2 separate regions of the Cyprinus carpio genome follow, and region 2 is linked to region 1. A link is a contact called in public Hi-C data. All regions are on one chromosome and are shown on one strand. The core of a region is the stretch at or near the end of the contact, and the rest is flanking DNA. Distances in the headings are between cores, read along the strand shown. Region 1 has its middle 41 kb from the start of LOC109071295. Region 2 holds the start of LOC109050145 (serine/threonine-protein kinase pim-1-like).

Region 1 (3,107 bases), core at 356-2,855:
AGTCAATTCTTTAATTCTGAATAACCATTACAAAACACAACAGAATGCTGCCACTGTCCAATCGGAATCAAGTATTCCAGAGAGCCACATAATGAAGTGAGATCTCATGAGGTATTAAAAGATAACACAGACCGACTGAGGTGAGATATGAAAGGAACTCTTAAAGGAAACTGACGCTTTACCACTTTTAACATCTGAAAAAGACTTGACCTTCCTCATGAACCCTAACATGGTCAAAGCCAAAGGGCTTCTTAAAGGGCAAGAGGTATTGACACATCAACCACTTCAACACCTTCACAAAGATATTCATAGATGTCTTTAACAAAAACAAAACAAAACAAAAAATGATCATCTTATTAATGAATTGCAAGATGCATTTTGTCATCATTTTGCAGCACAGGAAACAGGCCTTATTAGGTAATGTGGAAATGTTATAAACAATACTAACATGAAACAATGCATGGATTAAATACCTCACTTCCTTCTCACCAGCATCCTTTTCAGCACAGAACAAATAAAACAAAACAAAAATATTTGTAGCTGCACACTGAATAATAAATTCAAAGCGCTTTGAGATGGAGCCAGATTCACATGACCTGTACTGTGTTGGTTTGCCAAGGAGGCACAGAGTTCATTCGCTGTACGGCGCCATCTATCAATCAGCTGAGGAACACAATGGCCTGTTTCTCAGAACTTCCTCAACAGGAATAACATGCTTGGAATTACTGGCAACAAACAGCTTTTTTCCAAATTACAGAGTGTTTTGTTCATGTGATGATCACAGAATGATTATAGTACTTGTCGTTCAAAGAGTTATCCACCGGCTTATGATGACTAACTACAGCGGTCATGTGGGCTAAACATCATACTGCATCACCGATGGCTGCTTGAAGATCCATGGAGATAATGCTATAAAGCAGTGTTGCAGGCAGCAGGGGAAATAATACTAAATTGGAATCCTAAAAAAAAAACATTTAACATTGTAACATTTAACAAAAATTAAGAGATTTCATTTAACATCACTGTTAAATGTCTTAAACTTAGTGTTAGATGATGATGAAAGTTAATGTAAATAAAAAAGCACAATTAAATTTAACTGGTATATACACTACTGTTCAAAATTTCAAAAATGAATACTTTTATTCAGCAAGGATCCATTCAATTGATCAAAAGTGACAGTAAAGATGTGTAAATTGTTACATTAAAATTCTATTTTAAATAAACGCTGTTCCTTTTAACTGTTCCTATAGTTATCATTTTAACTGTTCCTATAGTTATCAAAGTGATTTTAAAGACATGTCTTCAATTTTGTACAATAAACAATTCTATTAATCATTGATTTCAAATGTAAAATCTACATCCTGAAGCAAAACCAGTTGAGAATCACTGCTCTAACATCCTTGAAGTGATTATAAAATGCTTGAATGGTGATGGATACTATTTCCAAATATAACACATTGATGCAGTTACTCTGCCCTCTTAAACGTGTGTGTGTGGGAGTGGAAGGCAGGGTTAGGTAAGGTGATGGTGGTAGTTTTGATGTATTATATGCCAGAATGCTCTGTCTGTTCCAGCACAGCGCAGGGTTTGGGTGGCAGCCAGACTCTTCTGTTACCATGAGAACCATTTACTCCAGTCTGGCATCACAAGAGCATTTCAGCCCTTTGCTACAGGATGAACCAGTCAATACAAAATAAATAAATAATCAAATAAATACAACATGCCTGACAAAAGCGGACAGCAAGGTGTATAAATAGTGAATTCCCCAAATATATTCAATGGTCCATCATCCCAGATGGCCAAAATCCCTATAAATTCCACAAAAGAAAACGCTGTCAAGTAGTTCTCGGAACAAAACACAGTCATACTCTGTTGGACAGGAAGGAGAATTCCCGGGTAATTCCACAGAATCTGTGTGTCAGCAGAGGGATATTACACTCTTTAAAAACAACAGGGGCCACGGGCAATGATGTACAGCAGAGTGAGGGAGGGTGGACATAAACATTACTAGAAAAATATGAAATATTCGGGAAAGGTCACCGACATTGAACGGAAAGTCCATGCACTCATGAGGCTTGAAATTTGATGAGTAATAATTTGACTAAGGAAATTGTTAGAGCCAGGATTGTTGTATAAATATAAGGGCCAAGTTTCTTATTATTAGTATCACAAGATGTGTTTTAGCTGTCATATAGCGCTCCCTGCTGGCAATACCTGCTTCAGTTCAAATGCATCATTCCCACAGGAAAGCTAAAGAGCTTAATCACTGAATTTAACTGAAAATAAATAAATAAATAAATCTTCTTAAGTAGTTTTGTCTTGCAATATCCTAACATCCTTTAAACAAGACACAGTATATTTACATTAGTCTTGATTTCAGATAAATCCAACATAGAGAACACAAGTTTATTTTCTTAATTTTCTTGTTTTAAGCATTAATTTCAATATATTTTAAGTTTTTTTCTAAAAAATGTAATGATTAAATCATGTTACCATCATAAAAAGCATCATTAATTGTTAAATTAATAAATTAATTATGTAATAAAATGCTGATATAATAAATTTGATGGTTTTTTTTGGCAGCTAACATTTTTATTAACAAACAATAAATACTGTAAAAGGGATATTTCACCCATTAAAATAAATAAATAAATAAAAATAGCATAATTTACTCACCCTCTCGTTCTTCCAAATGCATGTGCCATTATGTTCTTTGTTGAAAGAAGATATTTTTGCAGGATCTGCTGAGCATAAAAACACTTTAAATGTAGTATGTCTCATGCACTGTATTTCTTATTTAATTCTGCTTATTTAAGTCTTGGAGCTTTTTGTGAAGAGCAAACTGAAATTTTACTTTTTGCTACTATCTGACATAAGGGTGAGTAAATAATGACAATATTAATTTGGGGCTAAAGTAAACTAAATCATAATAACCAAATATAAACTTCACATATAAAACACATGAATCAAAATAGCATGCCATTTCTCTCTTTATGAGCATAAAATATATGTGTATATTATATTTACAAATCTATGCTAGCAACACCAAGGGCTTGATTCAAAGAACACCTACTGCATGCAGACAAAAAAAATACTGTACATTGAAC
Region 2 (3,267 bases), core at 266-2,765, 100 kb before region 1:
TATATATATATATATATATATATATATATATATATATATATATATATATATATAGCCACGACACAAGTTTCCATGTGGCCAGATAAGCACGTATTTCTATTTTCTCCGATCACGCCACGTTTTCGGTGACCGTGGGAACCCTGGCTTGAAGGTCATGCAAATGTCTCTTACCGTCGAAATCGGTGTAAACGGTGTCTTTGAGTAATGCCCCCGATCCGAAGTCGATGAGCTTCAGATCACCGGTTCGTAGATCGATAAGAATATTCTCGTCTTTGATGTCACGGTGAACGACGCCGTTGTTGTGGCAGTGACGCACCGCTTCCAGAACCTGACGGAAAAAGTTCCTGGCGAGCTCCTCCGGTAACGCGCCCTTCTCCGTGATGAAATCAAACAAGTCCTTGACGGTCTCCGGTCTTTCCATGACGATAATGAAGCTGTCCGGTCGCTCGTACCAGTCCAGCATCTTGATCACGCCACGGAATCCGGTGCCGACCTTCTTTAACAGGACGATCTCCATTGGGACGCGCGCGCCATTGGGCTGGAAACGGAGGACGTGTTCGTTTTAGTGACGCTGTCATATATTATTCATATGCGATATTTTAGATACAAATAATATGAATATAATCTATTGAATTAGGTACTCACCAGCTCTCCCCATTCAGTCACACGATCTTTTGCAACATGCTTGATGGCAACCTTGAAATTATAAACAAATGCATTATTAAGCAGAGAAGTGATATATTATACACTATTTAAATTTGTTATACACACGTTATGAATATTCGAACATTTATGTAAACAAAAATAATCTATTCTGGAACCTACCGGCGCGCCATCGGCGATCCTTAAACCCGCATACACCGTTCCGAAACCGCCGCTTCCCAGCACGGAGCCGACCTGATACACCTTCTCGAAAGGCTCTTTCTCCTTAACTGTCGATAAAAGATATGATATATTCATAAGAATTGATAAAAGACGTAAAATTGTATCATAATTGGAAAACTGACGCACACGCTATTCCCAACACTCAAGTCTGCTGAAGTGAACTAACGTTAGTCCAAGACCACAACACACACACACACACACACACACACACACACACAGAGACACGCGAGAATAACCGTCCTCTAACCTTGAAGCTGGATTTTTGCCGGCATGTCCACGGTGGAAATGTGAGCAAATGTGTTGAATTTTGTTAGAAGCATTTTATAATCCGAAATGCGAATCCTTCTTGAGATTTATTCCAATGTTGAGGTCGAAATCCGTCGTGTAGAGATGGTTGTAGGGAAGGTCTACTCGAGGGATCCGGTCTAGAAGCCTGTAGAGATCTCTTCTCATCGAGGCTCGATGGGTTTTGATTCCCAAGACGAACTTTGATCGACCGCGCAAGGTCTATTCCAGTTTTGAATATTGAAATAAAATAAATAAATGATTAATATATCTTGAAGATAAATATTATCGTCCGAGGTGCGCGCTGAACACAAATACCCGGCTTTCTAAATCGTGAGGGAGGGGCAAGAGCCGTTATATACCAGTAGTAAAAGAGAGGTGTGGCTGCTAGTACGTCAATACTGGCCCCGCCCACAAACATGATTCAGCCAATGACTAATGCGCCTGCCGCTGCAGAAAAAGGTCAATCAAATATGAAAATAAAGGAAAACGTAGACGTGGCGGGAATCAAAACGCGCCAAATAGTCGAGGCTTTTTTTAAGGGCGCTTAGTCGGCGTGGGGCAGACAGGGATAATGATGCACATGGCTGTGTGTATATAACAAAAGTCGCCGTTGCAGATTCGGAAAAGTATGAAGAGAAGTATGAAGAGTATTACAAAAATAGATGCATGCTTTATGTATACAATCTTGTAAAAGGATTGAAAAGATGCATATTATATATGAACAAATATATACATATATATTATAAAAGCATAGACAGACAGAAATTTACTTTAGTTCAGTAACAGTATAATAGTCAGTGTGCAACTTTAAAGTTTTTCTTGTATATAGCATTCAAGGAACACAACCATTTCACGTGATGAAAGAGGAAGAGACAGCAAAAAAAAAAAAAAAAAAAAAATATCTACAGTGTAATGCAACCCACGTTTTCATTTTCTCTACCCAATGGACAGCTCTTTTGTTTTTGTTTCTGTCACGTAAAGTAGGTTTACAAAATTTATAGGAAGACCTCGCGCACTGCATTACCTCATTAATCTCAAATTAGCGCGTAAAGTTTTTTTTTTCCTCCTCTTATTGGCGTGCAACAGGCTTTGTTTAAATGGAGAACAATGCCGGTCGCTATGGAAATGAGGTGCATACCAGGCATTCTTTCAAATTGGGTGGCCGGTTTTAAACTCGGCGGGAGGATGTGGGAAACTTGAGATAAAAAAGACTTGCAGACCCATCCCCCATGTCTCTCTTGTCCTCTCTTTCCCGCGCAGATTATTGTTTGAATGGCACTTGCTCTCCCTGTCTTCTGTATTTTCCCCGCCCTTTGGACATATGCCTAAACTCAACAAAAAACTGATGTAAACCTATATTAGGGGGCTTTCACGCCTGAACACTTCATCTCTACTCATTGTATAGTCAAGTAGTAAAGACCAAGTGTAAATGCCCTCAAAGACCCATTTGAGACATAGGCTGCATTTACACTGCAGGTCTTGATGCCCAAATCCGATTTTCTGACTATATCCGATTTTTTTGACGACCCGCTTACATCATCTTTTAAAAGTGACCCGTATCTGATTTTTGCATTTACATTATACACTGCTGAAACTACCAAACGTAGACGTTCTGACTCGGAAAAGGAAGTAAAACAGCACGAAATACAATGGATGCAGATGCAAATAAAATTAAACAGTGTTTTGCTTTCCATAATATATTGAAAAGTCAACAAAAAAAAAATCAGCAAAACATTGTCTCGTACGGCGGAGAAAAAAGCGCTTAAATAAACCGTGCCTCCCCATATCTCGTGAAATGTCTTCAAACTTATTTATTTCTGTAACAACCCTGCATTTTTGCCTGCACTGTCTCTTCGCCCCAAAGACTTAAAAGACATGAAACCTCCGCATTGCTCCACTGTGTGTATCCTTCGTCCTCTATCACGCCTATAAATAAGTCATGTGATCTCAGTTGGTGGTGTCCACCTGAGTTGACGTCACTTTTTTAATGACGTAACGACTCGCATTTACTGGGAATATCCGATTTGTCTGCTTACATAGCACACGCAAATGCACGTATCCGATTCATATCCGATTTATTACCATGTATGAATG

The links. Hi-C and Micro-C count contacts between places; a contact is called where the count stands out from the background.
Region 2: a Hi-C map of liver shows a contact between it and region 1, with 6 times the contacts expected there. The contact joins the promoter of LOC109050145 here to the enhancer-like site in region 1. A contact is called at or near these places in 3 of 8 Hi-C or Micro-C datasets (liver and skeletal muscle).

Annotation. Positions count from the first base shown.
Region 1 is chrA8:5,530,924-5,534,030 of ASM1834038v1, reverse strand. It overlaps the pseudogene LOC109071307. Among protein-coding and RNA genes, the nearest start is that of LOC109071295, 41 kb to the right of the region's middle. Within about 2 kb of position 1,605, at least 2 of the 8 cell types and tissues checked have an H3K27ac peak or open chromatin away from gene starts, as enhancers often do. A contact at or near this core is called in liver, where this site is marked.
Region 2 is chrA8:5,631,546-5,634,812 of ASM1834038v1, reverse strand. It overlaps LOC109050145 (serine/threonine-protein kinase pim-1-like), which reads right to left and starts at 1,515. Exons shown (of 6, transcript XM_042761755.1): 1 at 1,133-1,515; 2 at 826-932; 3 at 646-696; 4 at 172-538. The coding sequence starts at 1,205.